Linked DNA regions of Arachis hypogaea: region 1 is linked to region 2. The links are chromatin contacts, called in public Hi-C maps. All regions are on one chromosome and are shown on one strand. The core of a region is the stretch at or near the end of the contact, and the rest is flanking DNA. Distances in the headings are between cores, read along the strand shown. Region 1 holds the start of LOC112782790 (deoxyuridine 5'-triphosphate nucleotidohydrolase). Region 2 holds the start of LOC112783218.

Evidence for each region. A called contact is a pair of places that touch in the nucleus more often than the background predicts.
Region 1: a contact with region 2 is called in a Hi-C map of leaf, with 6 times the contacts expected there. The contact joins the promoter of LOC112782790 here to the promoter of LOC112783218 in region 2. A contact is called at or near these places in 3 of 8 Hi-C or Micro-C datasets (leaf and an unstated tissue).

Annotation. Positions count from the first base shown.
Region 1 is chr20:12,050,859-12,057,201 of arahy.Tifrunner.gnm2.J5K5, forward strand. LOC112782790 (deoxyuridine 5'-triphosphate nucleotidohydrolase) reads right to left here and starts at 2,579. Exons shown (of 4, transcript XM_025825389.3): 1 at 2,230-2,579. LOC112782762 (protein VACUOLELESS1) reads left to right here and starts at 4,345. Exons shown (of 16, transcript XM_025825326.3): 1 at 4,345-5,247; 2 at 5,833-6,123. The coding sequence starts at 4,459.
Region 2 is chr20:11,893,963-11,900,771 of arahy.Tifrunner.gnm2.J5K5, forward strand. LOC112783218 reads left to right here and starts at 4,800. Exons shown (of 13, transcript XM_025826035.3): 1 at 4,800-5,267.

The DNA of each region.
Region 1 (6,343 bases), core at 1,329-3,828, 150 kb after region 2:
AAATGCTATGAAACCACCATAAAGATAAAAGTTTCCACGAGACAAACCTCCAAATGCAAATAAGAATCAGATTCTCAAAGGACAATAGCATCAAATCAAAATCCATTTCAACAATCAAGCCAGTGGAAGGTAAAGACCAAAAGCAAAAAAAGAAAAGGGTAATAGGACTTGGAAATCTTTTGCCAGAAACTGAAAGAAGATCAACCAAAATCATTTGACGTCCCGGAAACGTCCGCAGCAACACATCACTACACATAATAATCACAACCCACACTTGGGCAGTAACAATTAGCATAATTTCAGCATAATTTTAACAAAGCATAATAAACTTTTTCAAAGATTAACAATGAACACTTGGGCAATAGCAATGAGCATAATTTCAGCATAATTTTAACAAAGATTAATAAACTTTTTCAAAGATGAACAATGAGCATAATTTTAACAAAGATTAATAAACTTTTTCAAAGATTAACAATGAGGAGTAGCAACAAGCATAATTTCAGATAAATTATTTTCAATTTTCAGCACAGCACCAAAAAAAAAAAAAAAGCAACAACGCAGAGTCCAGCACAACTCAACACATCAAAACACAACACAACAGTAGCAATGAACAGAGCTGATCAAGTAATCATTCATCAATCTGAACAGCACTAGCAGCAGCAGAATCCTAAATCGACGAACAAAGAACCAAGAACGAAAATTTCAAAAAAAAAAAAAACAAAGCAACCAATATGAGTAGCACTAGCAGAATTGTAAACCTTCGTTCTGACTTCTGAGCAGTCTGAGCATAGGGGCAGAAGCGCACCAGAGACGGAGGCCAGGCGACGAGCACGACGGTGGTGGGTTGGAAGAAGCTGCGGCTGACAAACAAAGAGCAGACTCCAACACGCCGAGCTCGAGGAAGAAGCCGCGATTGGTGGGTTGGAAACTTCAAGCACCACGACCAGACAAAGACGGTGGTGCCTGAGCGCCCTGGACGGCGGCAGGAGAGCGACGGAGCAGACGAAGTCCAGGGACTGACGCTGAGCTCCAGGAAGGAGGTGCGATTGTTGAATGAAGACGGGCAGACGACCAGACAACGAAGGTGGTGCTTGAGCTCGATGGATGGCGGCAGTCCTTGCAGCGGTGGTGGAGAAGCTAGGGTTTCAGGCGTAGTTATCAGAACTGAACCGGTAATCAACCCGGCCATATGACCAGGTTGCCGGTTCAACCATGGGTCACTGATTTACCCGGTTGACCCGGTCATAATTAAAAATATATAAAATTATATAAATAAAATTAAAAACATGTGTTAAAACCTAAAATGCAAGTCTTTACAAAAATAATAATCAAATATCAATTCTCCGACATAACTAATGATGCAAAAAGAGATAATAATCTAGTCTCTAGAACAAAATACTTTTTCAATTCAAATGAACAAGAGTGGGCGAGAATATAACACAATCGGTAAATCAAGTCCAAGGGGTGATTTCAGAGTCAGCATTTATATCTTTATAGGACAAATTTGGAATTTGACCAACATTTCCCTCATTTTGATTTACATCTATATCTTTCATAGCATTGTTACTCAACTCAGCAACAAAAAATACAAAAGATTTACGGCAACAAAATATTTAGCTAATTGATTTTTTAAGCAACATAACAATAAATTCAAGGTTCAATGATAATAATCAGCAACAAATTCAACTCAACTCAGTGATGTTATCCGGCAACAAAATTCCACTCAATGATGTTATCCAGCAACAAAAAACTTTGCCCAGCGATATGCTCAGCAACAATTGAACTGAAGAAAACAAATTCAGCTCAACTCAGCAATGTTATCCAACAACAAAATTCAACTCAATAATGTTATCCAGCAACAAAAAACTTTGCGCAATGATATGTTCAGCAACAATTGAACTTACGAGTTACGACAGAAAATTCAGCTCAACTCAGCGATATTATCCAGCAACAAAATTCAACTCAATAATGTTATCCAGCAACAAAAAGCTTTGCTCAGTGATATGTTCAGCAACATTTCAACATACGACAATAAATTCATCTCATTCATAATTTGCAACATCAAATTCAACTATGATAATTTTCAAATCCCTAGTATTCAGCAAAACAAAATTAGCTAAATCATAATTTCAGCAACAAACTCAACTTTCAACAACAAATTCAAGATGTACTAATGATTTACAGCAATGAAATTGAAAGAGAAATAACAGGGCCGAAGCTGAAAATCACCTGCCCAGAAACCAACTCAGGGCGAAGGAAGCGTTGATGGCAGAAGCAGGAAGACGATCTTACGATGGTGACAGAGCGCGACAGAGCTTGCGACGGTGATAGAGCGCGACAAGCTTACGACGCTGACAGAGCGCGACGAGCTTGAGTCCGAAACGGCCGCGAGAGAAGCGAGATACCGGAGAGAGAGATGTCGTCGACGACACCAGCCGTGAGAGAGAGGTGAGACTCAGTAAGCTTGAGGGAGAGAGTGGCGAGAGAAGAGACTAGAGTCAGAGAGAAGAGAGAGGTGAGAGAGGTGGGTGATCATCCATTTGGGGTTAGGGCACCACGGAGGGAGGGGGTTGATAGTGAACGACGCCGTTTTCCAATTTTTTTTTAAATGACCCGGTCTGGGTTACATGAACCGGCCGGGTCAGTGTTTTACAAGTTCTGTCCGGGTCGAACCGGTTTTCACCGGATTCAAAACTTAAGCGGTTTGATGAGTGGTTCAGCCCGGCTGGGTCGAGTCGGGTTTAATAGTTATGGTTTCAGGTGGCAGCTCTTTAAAGTCTGAGTTGAAGAGGAGAAAAAAGGGTAGTTGGGTAAGGTTTTAAGGTTTTTTTCCCTATTAAACTTCAAACGACGTTGCTTAGGTAAAACCAGCAGGATTCCGGTTTAATCCGACCGACCAGTTCCTGACGGATTCAGCTGTTTATAAACAGCTTTTAAATTTGCGATTTTTCCTTCAAACCGAACCGCAAATATATCCGATTTACGATTGGATCGGTCCAACTGAACAGTTCGATTCAGTTTTTAGAACCATGTCTCAAAGGTGTGTACTTCTCCTCGCGTCGCCAGAAGATCACTGTGAAGTGTGAACATCCCTCTTCTACCACCGTGGACTCTTTGCCATCTCTGTTGCCATGAAACTACACTGGTTGATAATATAATAAATATAAACTAATTAGTTAATTATTAAAATAAAAAATAATTATTTTAATATAAAAATAAAAATAAAATTTTTTTAATTTTTTATTATGAAAAATATTAAAATTTTATATATTTATTTAATAATAATCGGATTATAATTTGTTAATTGTAATTTGTTAAATTTTAATTATTTTATATTTTCTATTTATACAAAATTAATTCTGCCGATTCAACTAATAATTTAGGGATGTCAATGGGGCAGGGCGGGAGCGGGGATGCCTCCCTACTCCCCATCCCCACCCCCAGATTTACTCCCCGTCCCCACCCCCATTCCCCGCCGTGGGGGAATATTGCTCCCCATCCCCATTCCCCACGGGGATCCCATTCCCCATCTATCTGATAGTTCTAACTAATTATTAATTTCCATATGAATAGAGGTGTAAATATCCATTCTATACAAAAATAACAAGATTTTATACAAAAAATCTAAACAACAAGATGGTGACTTCTTTCGAAATGACGCAACGGGGGACACAACGGAAAGCCAGAGGATAGAGAAGTGGACAAGGTGGGAGACACGGCAACAGAGAGGAGAATGGACACGACGACAAAGTTACGGAAAGGAACGCCGCAAATAGAGAGCACGATGCGGTGAGAATCATGGCACGGTGAGGTGTGACGATACGGTGAAAAGGAAGAGCGGCGAGAGGATGGCTGCAGAGGTTGGATGGAGTATGGACAACGTTAGAAATTTCTGAATTGAAGAAGAGTTATGCAAATAAGGATTAGGAGTTTTGGATTTCTATATATATATATATGTGTGTGTGTGTGTGTGTGAAATGACTAAAAAACATATATGAAAAATAAACTATTAAGAACAATTTAGTAAATTTATGAACTTCGGGGATTAGCGGGGATGGGCGCGGGGATCCCGAGTGCGGGTCCCCGCGTCTGCCTCGGGGAATTTTGTTCCCCGTCCCCATCCCCATGGAAAAAATTCCCCACAGTCGGATCCCCATTCGGGGCAGTCCCCGCAGGGATCCCCGCGTCTCGGGAGTTTTGCCATCCCTATAATAACTCATCAATTGAACTAATAAAGGAACTTATTCTATCACCAATTCAGTTATGAACTAATCTGGCTTTTTTTTTTTTTTTTCACTCCTACTCTAACTAAAAATACCTGTCAATATAAATTAAAATTGGTATCTGGTAGCTTTTCACATTCCAAAAAAGTACATGTCACGAGAAAGGCAGAAACTCTTCCTATAGCGGTATAGCCCGATAGCCCGCAACCTCCCCACTTTCACTCTCTCTCCCGCAATGGCCAACGTCTCAGTGGCCGCGGAGTGGCAGCTCCTCTACAACCGCTACTACCGCAAGCCAGAGCTCTACCCAATGAGGTGGAAACACGTGGACCTCGCCCGCCACAAGGTCGCTGCCGCCCCATTCGGCGGCCCTGTCGCCGTCATCCGTGACGACTCCAAGATCGTCCAGCTACACGCTGAGTCCGCCCTCCGCAAGCTCCGCCTCTTCAACTCCGCTGGTCATCCCCTCGCCGACGCCGTCTGGCGCCACCCGGGCGGCCGCCTCATCGGAATGTCTTGGACCGATGATCTCACCCTCGTCTGCGTCGTTCAAGACGGTACCATCTACCGTTACGACCTCCACGCCCAACTCGTCGAACCTAACATCTCCATGGGCAAGGAATGCTTCGAGCAGAACGTTGCCGATTGCGTTTTCTGGGGAAACGGCGTTGTCTGCATCACTGAGCAGAATCAGCTCTTCTGTATTCCCGATTTTCGGAACCCTAAGCCCGTCCCCCTCGCCGATCCGATGATCGAGGAGCCGCCGCGGTGCATCGCCGTGATCGAACCACAGTACACCATGTCTGGAAACGTCGAGGTGCTTCTCGGAGTTGCTGACGATCCTGTGGTGCTTGTTGTGGAGGAGGACGGCGTGCAGCGGCTCGGGGAGGGTTTGCTCCGGGGGCCGCTGCAGAAGATGGTTGTGTCCCGTGACGGCAAGTGGCTTGCTTCGTTCACGCACGATGGGAGGCTCTTGGTTACTACCTCGGACTTGACCGGCATCATCATCGAAAGGGAGTGCGAGGTAGTTCCTTTTTCCTCTTTAATAATTGGAATTCGTCGTTGATAATTGAAAGTTTGGAAGCATCAGCTTTTTCAACTACAATATGTGGTTCATAGTAGTTAATTTAGGGGGCATATGTGTCTTCGTCAAGCACTAACAAGAACTAATATGCAAGAGTAAGACTAATACACAAGGTAGATGCTTTTTCCCCCCTCCTGATTTGTATAAGTTTGACTGTTTACTGTTTTGTTGTGCTGTGATAGGTGGTTTTGAGCGTTGTGTAGTTTTGAGAATTGTGAATTTTGAAGCTGAAGTGTAGGGAAGTAGGAGGGTTACTTTTTGTTGGTTTTGTATTAACATTGATTTGCTTGTTATTCTCATTTTATTTTTGTAAATATTTGAGCATCATGATGCCGGAGAAGTGTGATTTTGTAAATGATGTAGAAATTAACAATAATTTTAAGCTTTCTAAAATGATAATGGTGCTATGTCTAGGTAACAGAAAAGAAGTGTATTGAATCTTTAATGAGTTATACGTAAACTTGTTAGGGTTGGAGCGGTAGCTTAATTGTGCCCTTGTCTCAATAATTGCTTTCATGTGTGCAGTCCTCTCTTCCTCCAGAGCAGATTGCTTGGTGTGGAATGGACGCTGTGCTGCTTTATTGGGATGATATGCTTTTAATGATGGGTCCCGATGGAGATCCGGTCCACTACTTCTATGATGAACCTATAATTCTTATACCTGAGTGTGATGGAGTGAGGATATTGTCCAACACGAGTATGGAATTTCTACAACGGGTTCCAGATTCCACTGTTTCAATCTTCACAATTGGAAGTACATCTCCTGCAGCTTTACTATATGATGCCTTGGATCATTTTGATAGACGAAGTGCAAAGGTAGGGGAATTTTCTTTGTGCTGTTCTTTTACTGTTGCATGATTAACTTCATCAGGATTCTTATTCACTCATTATATCCTAAGGTTTGCTTGTACCCGTAGCAAACATTTCTAGAATTGTGAGGTGCCATGTTTGCTTATTATGTGTTATTGCTCAAATTGAAATTTCTACTCAGTGCCTACTTAAGTTTTCGGATGCAAAATTTAGAGTACCATTATAA
Region 2 (6,809 bases), core at 3,550-6,049:
TGAAAAATTGATTTGGTTTGGAAGAATTTTCAAGTAATGATCAATCCAGACATTAGGACAAACTTGATCTCGTACAATACACTAATCAAATAATCAATAGCCTTTGCTAGATCTGCGATTTGCAGGAAATTAGGAAACTTGTGAATAAGATGAGAAAGAGAGGTTTAAAATCTAATAAGATCACGTTCACAACACTAATAAATGAACATTGCAAAGATAGGGACATGAAATTCGTATTGGAGATAAAAAAGAAAATAATTGAAAGGTATTGAACTTGATGAGGTAGTTTTTACTGCGTTCATATCAGCACTTTATAAAGAAAAAGAAAGAGAAGGAGGAGCAAGGAGCTGAGGCTGCCGCCAATCAAGGCCAGCAACCAGTGCAGCAAATACAATGACTTGTTGAAATTTAGGGATACTTGTCCTACTTCATGGTTCATTATGAATTTATATCTCTATGTTTGAATTAGTTAGGGTTTTAAGTGTCTATGTTTAAATTAGTTAGGGGATATATTGCTGACACGATAAAAGTCTTTTTGTCCCTTGGAATGGTTCCTTGACACGTCATCAGCTAACGTGACATGTAGACAAATTTTGTTAGTTCTAAACAGAGACATTAACAGAAGTAATAAAATATCTGACGAAGTTAATCGTTAGGAGCTGCAATGTCATTTTTCAATTGATGAGGGGCGAAATGAAAGTTAGTGAAATAGTTAAGAGTTAGGGTAAAATTTTACTCAATATTAGTACCTATTACATTCAAAATTCATTAGTGGTCCATGAATTTCAATCCAATATTCAATTTCAATCTCAGGTGAATTTATATGATTAATGAAGCAAATTGGGATTAACTAGCAATGACATGAGAACCATTAAAAAATAAGAGAAAAAGATAAATAAGTTTTTAACTTTTTAATTCGAAGACACATAAGTTTTTAATTAATTGAAAATACAGAAATGTCTCTAACCTTCTAAAATACAATATATTTAAGTTCTTCCGTCTAAAATATACAAGGACAAATCGATCCTTCGGAAGAATTTAAATGTCTCACATTTTAGAAAAAAAAAATTATATTTTTAATTAGTCAAAAACTTATTTATTTTTGAGATAAAAAATCAATGACCTATTTATTATTTACTCTAAAAATAAAAATCACCAATCTTTTCTCAACACAATTAATCAGAATAACTAAAAAAATTATTATTTTACTTTTTTCGACAATGAGTTTACATGTTTAGGTAAATTGAAATAACTATAAAATAAATGGTGTATTCTAAAACGGCTATGCTACCATGATTACGATAATTATAGTATTTTAAAAAATATTACTAAAAATTAAAGTAATATTTTTTTATTATTTACTGACGCTTTTTAATTTAAAAAATAAAAAATATTATCAAAATATTAAAAAAAAAAACCCTTTAATTTTAACAATACTTGAGTACTCTCTTATCATTGAGTTCTATTGGCTCAAACCTGACAGGCAACTTCAAGATGGGTTAAGGTTCCTGAGGTCTGGTAGTGATATTGTTTGTATGTATGAAGCTGCCATTAGTAACGGTAGATGAGTGGATGTCTTCACTGAGCATTCAATTGATTTACCCGTTTTGGCTGAAGGAGAGCATAGTTGAGAAGAAGGGTGAAGCTGAGATGGAAGCCCAATTTCGAATCTGCCAACCCAATATATTCCACTCCCATCCCAAAAATCTATGCCCAAGTCTAATCAGTCACTTTCCCAGCCCACTAAACCCGTGTCCCATCCCACTGTACCCCTTTCTCAGCTCACTAAATTCCTTTTCTAACCCTCTAAAAGTCCTTTTCAAAATCAAACAAATCCAATAATGAGTAGACCCAATTCTAAAGAATCTACAGCAGCCCAGAATGATGCACCAATCACTGGTAGTGAAACTGGTGAGCTACTTACACAATATGTCCCTCAACCACTCATTGACCCACAACACCAACCTAGGTCTGCTTCAACTTCAGGTCAGATTCAGTGCCCCAAGTTCAGCCTCAAGCACAGCCAGACGAAACACAAGAAGAAGAGGAAATGGGTAGGAGCAAGAGAAGAGTGAGAAATGTCAAGAGATCTCCACCTACAGGTCAAAGCTTTATGCAAAACCCGGATCCAACCAAAACTCCCCGTATCTTTGTGCCGGTTGATGAGGAGGAATATTCAGATGATGATCCTGTAATCCACTATTATGAGTCTGAAGGTTGTGATAGTATTGGAAGTGAATCAGATGATGACCAGTCGACAGCATACCCACAAGGCAATTTCGATGCTCCTATTGGACAAGTGAGACAGGAGGTTGGAATGGAGTTTGAGATGTTGGCTTCATTTAAGAAAGCAGTTAGAAAGTATAACATTGCTATTGGAAGGAGTGTTTTCTTCCCATAAATTGATCCAAAGCATGCAAAAGCCATATGTTATGACGAAAACTGCCCATAGCAGGTTTATTGTGCACATAGAACTCATCCACAAAGCTACCAAGTGAAAACTTTATTGTGCAGTAGAGCCATAACACATCCCAGCACTAACGCAACAGACCACAGAACATGTATTGCATTTTCACCACACCCTAACACAAACTTACACAATTTAGCATTTTGGTTGAATTACTGTGATTTAAATTATACAATTTTTATTGCTTGAATTTAAATTCTTTGTAAACAGGTGGCACCCATTATTCCACCTCTAATGATGCAACCTCTAGGACAATTAACAACAATTAGGCTACTTCTAATTAGACCTCTAACATACATTAGGCTACCTAATATCAAGAAGTCCTCAAAAGAAACACAAAGAGACCTCCACCAACTCTTCTAAACAATATCAAGTTTTCTTAATGAGCAACTCCTTAATAAGGCCTAGTGTGAGCCAAGACACTATAATGGATGCTAGTGCTGGAACTACTATAAGGTTCATGCAATTTATGCCAACCTAAAAAACAAGAGCACCAGCAAATGGAACATCAAGTGACAGTAGCAATTCCATCTTTAATTAGGATCCAATTCATATTAATTTTCTCCTATTTTAAACATAGATTTGAGCAACAAGATTAAGATTTTTTGTGGTTTTGATAGATTACTATGGATATTATATAGACTATGTGTTGCTACACTATCTTATTACTTATTTTAATCTTTTGGTATTAGGATCCTGATGTATAAAGCATGTGATGATGCTGATATTGATACTTATGTGGTTATAATTAACTTAGTTGTACCTGTCAACAAGGACGAAGCTAGAACTTCTTTTAAGAGAAGACCAACATAGAAAACACAAGTAAATATAAGGTAAAAGATAAAATTAGGGAGGGGCCAAACCATTAAAATAAAAGATTTCGTAAGTAAAATTTATTAGTTTAGGGGCCATTGTCCCCCTTCAACTACACTAAACTACGCCCCTACCTGTCAAACTGATATATGCCCTTTGGCTTCTTGGTACTAACATTAGCTTAATGTTAAAATTTTATTTGAGAGAATTTTACTTGTGTTTTGTCTATTATATTCGAACAGTATCAAATTCTTATATGTTTTTAAGTTCATACATGGCTATAAAAGTGAGAAGTTCGAATCCATACTTTCTTGTAGGATTTGGAAATTTTTAACAAAAAAAAACTTCACATAGCAGTGAAATTAACACTTCATATACAATATTGCAAGAACAGAATTAACAACAACTTGATTTCATTACATCCAAAAGTTTGAAGTTAATAAATCCTAAACATCAGACCACTATTGTTACTCAATTCTACTTAATTTTACATACTTCAATAATGAGTATATAGTGAAAATGAAACATAATAATAGATAAACAACAATACACATAACCCACATTCTGATAGTTTTAATTTTTCCTTCAAGCTTCTCTATCTTTATAATGAATTTCAACTTGACTGCATGGTCATCTTCCATTCTGATTACATTTTTCACTACATCATGAGTAGAAAATGTTTAATCATTGTTCATTTCAATTAAAATTCTAGCCAAACCTTTCTACCTACCATCAATTTCATCTATCAAAACAAAATATTTGCAATCCTGACTTTGCAGTAAGAAAACCAAACAATACGCATCATTGTTGGACAACTTTTAAAATCAAAATTACAATTTTTAACAAATATTTTTTCTACTTACTGTCTATAATAGACAACGAATGAAACTTTTTTCAAAATTTATTAATGTGTCAGATGTTATCAACACCATATTTAATTTGTAAAAAATACCTCCGACCTTTTTCTCTTTTTTTTCCCTCGCAATTAAATTTTTGACAAAACTAAAATTCGCATTCGATGTTAGTGAATTCATCTTTCGACCGCTTGATATTCTCTCTTTGAAACTAACTATAGTCTCTCCAAATTTAGCTCGGTCTATCCTTACAAATTGAGACTTAGAATTTTAATTTTGTAACTAAGAAGAGAAAAAAATTTTGAGTGTTGAAAAAAAAATTAAATCTTTAGATTGACATTACTAACACCAATAACCAAGTATTCTGAAAATCGGTTCAAACCGGCTGATCGAACCGGTTGAACCGTGAACCGACACAAAAAACGAATCAATCAAATGCTAAAATTAATGTTCTAAAAATCGGACCAAATCGGCTGATCAGACCGATTCAACCGCAATCCGATAACATTAGCGATTCGGTCAGACATGTAAAACCGTCATTTAGAAAACCGATGAAAAACCGTTGAACCGAATAAGAACCGAAAAGTTGGACCGAACCGGAACCCGCCCGGTTTACACAAAACGGAAGCTCCTCCGTTTCTTTCTCCCTTCCCCCTTTCTTTCGTGTATTCAGATTTCAGAAAGAAATCAAATCACACAACCCCAGCCAAAAAACCCTAGCACTGTAAGCCTACACCACCGCCGCAAGGAGCGGCATACTGCCGCGTCCGTCGCACTCAAAGTTCGCCATCCGTCCGTCTATCTAGCTTCCCTCGTGATCCAAGTCTTCAACCCTGTTCGCTGTCACCGATCGCGGCTGCTTCCTCGAGCTCGCGTCCGTCGTCTTTGTCTGCTCAGCCGCGCTTCCGTCGCCGTTTGTTTGCCGTTCACGTTCGCGTCTTCGTTCAGCTGTCGTCTTCGTTAGCGTTCTTCGCCGTTCACGTTCGCTCGGCGTTCACTGTTCGCGTTCACTCCCCGTTCACCGTTCGAGTTCGCATTCGTGTTCGTTTGGAAGCCACGTTGCTCTGCTTCAAACACTGCGACCAACCCGCGCGCTCCACCTAGCCGTCGAACTGCTCTCTTTTGTCGCCGCCGTGAGTTCCCTAAACCCGCCACCAGACAATACACTCACACAACACCAATACTCTGCTTCAAACTCTGCAACTTCTGATTTCTATTACAATAAGTAACTATTTGATTTGGCAGTGGTTTGGATTATTTCATAGACTGAATTAAAGTTACAATAGTTATGTTCTCTTCTCTATCACATTGATATTAAGCTTTGAAATCTCTTATTTTGTTTTAATTTTACGGCACTGAACATGTTTGATGAAATGCTTTAACCATATTTCTGGTTGGTTTTATAATTTCTAGCTTTTAGAAACTTAGTAAGTTGATTGCATGTGAAATTAGAATAATTGGATCTTAGTAATTAGGAAATTTTAGCTGCACAAATAGCATCTTCGCAGAAAACATATTAGCATGATGATTCCACTTGCATTAGTGTTCTTCTGGTCAATTTTAACTGTTATTTTGAATTTGTTAATTTGCTAATTGTTCTTATGCTGTTGTTCTGTTGTTCTTCTGTTACTTTTAATTTTTTTTTTTGGTTGTGATTTTCTGATCTTGATTTAAGCTGTGATTGAAGGTTCTTTGGTTTTGGTATTCTTAACTTTCCTGTAAGCATAGCTTTTAATTCTTTGAGCATACACGGATCAAATCATTGTTTTCAGCAATGGTGATTTTTAGATTTTTTTTTTTTGGGTTTCTTTGTTTTAAATGTTCCTATTGTTGTTGTGTTTTTGCTGTGATTTAAATGTTCTTTTGATTTTTTTTTCCCGAATGCCCAGTCAGTACTTGGTTGATTGGTTTTGCTCACTAAATGTATTTGATGATAAATTTTAAATTGATAACTCTATTACTGCTTTACTGTCTGTTTCTGTAGTTAAATTTTATTAAAGTTTCTTGAATTTGTACTGCCTATGTTATTGATTCACTGTTCCTTCGTTGCTTTTTTTGTTGTTGTTAATCATTGTGATGAGCTTTGTTAAAATTGGGTTGAAAACTACTAATCTTTCTTCATTTTTCACTGTTCTAACTTCTGTTTTTATTAAAAGATTTGCAATTGGTGATCTTTTGATTTATTATATGCTTCATGTTTTCATTGTTCTGTTCTTATGAAGAAAAAATTTGCAATTAGTGATTGTATGATTCGTGTTTTGATTGTTTTGTTATATAAACAAAATTCTGTTTTCATTGTTTGGTTACACTGTCCCTGTTACTTGTTACCCCTCCCCTCCTCTGTGTTGGATTCTTTTTGTTTCAGGCATTGTTGTGTTTTTGTTTCCGCCTCTGTTGTGTTGTGTGTTTGTTTCGTGCTCTGTTGTGTGTTTATTGTACAACACTATTGTTACGGTGGGTAACCGGAGATTAATGGGCCTGGATGGCGTTGATTGGCCCAAACGTGTGAAGGAGGTGACTTTCGAGTGGATTTGTTATTCAGTGTTCCTCCGTCCGACCTGTACGTGTGAAAGAATGGGGGGTGGTACCTGCAAAGACACTCCAATGCCTAAGTTAGCAAGAGTGTGAGCAGGTTTAAGTGTATTGGGACTTAGAGATACCTGAGAAGTGTCAGT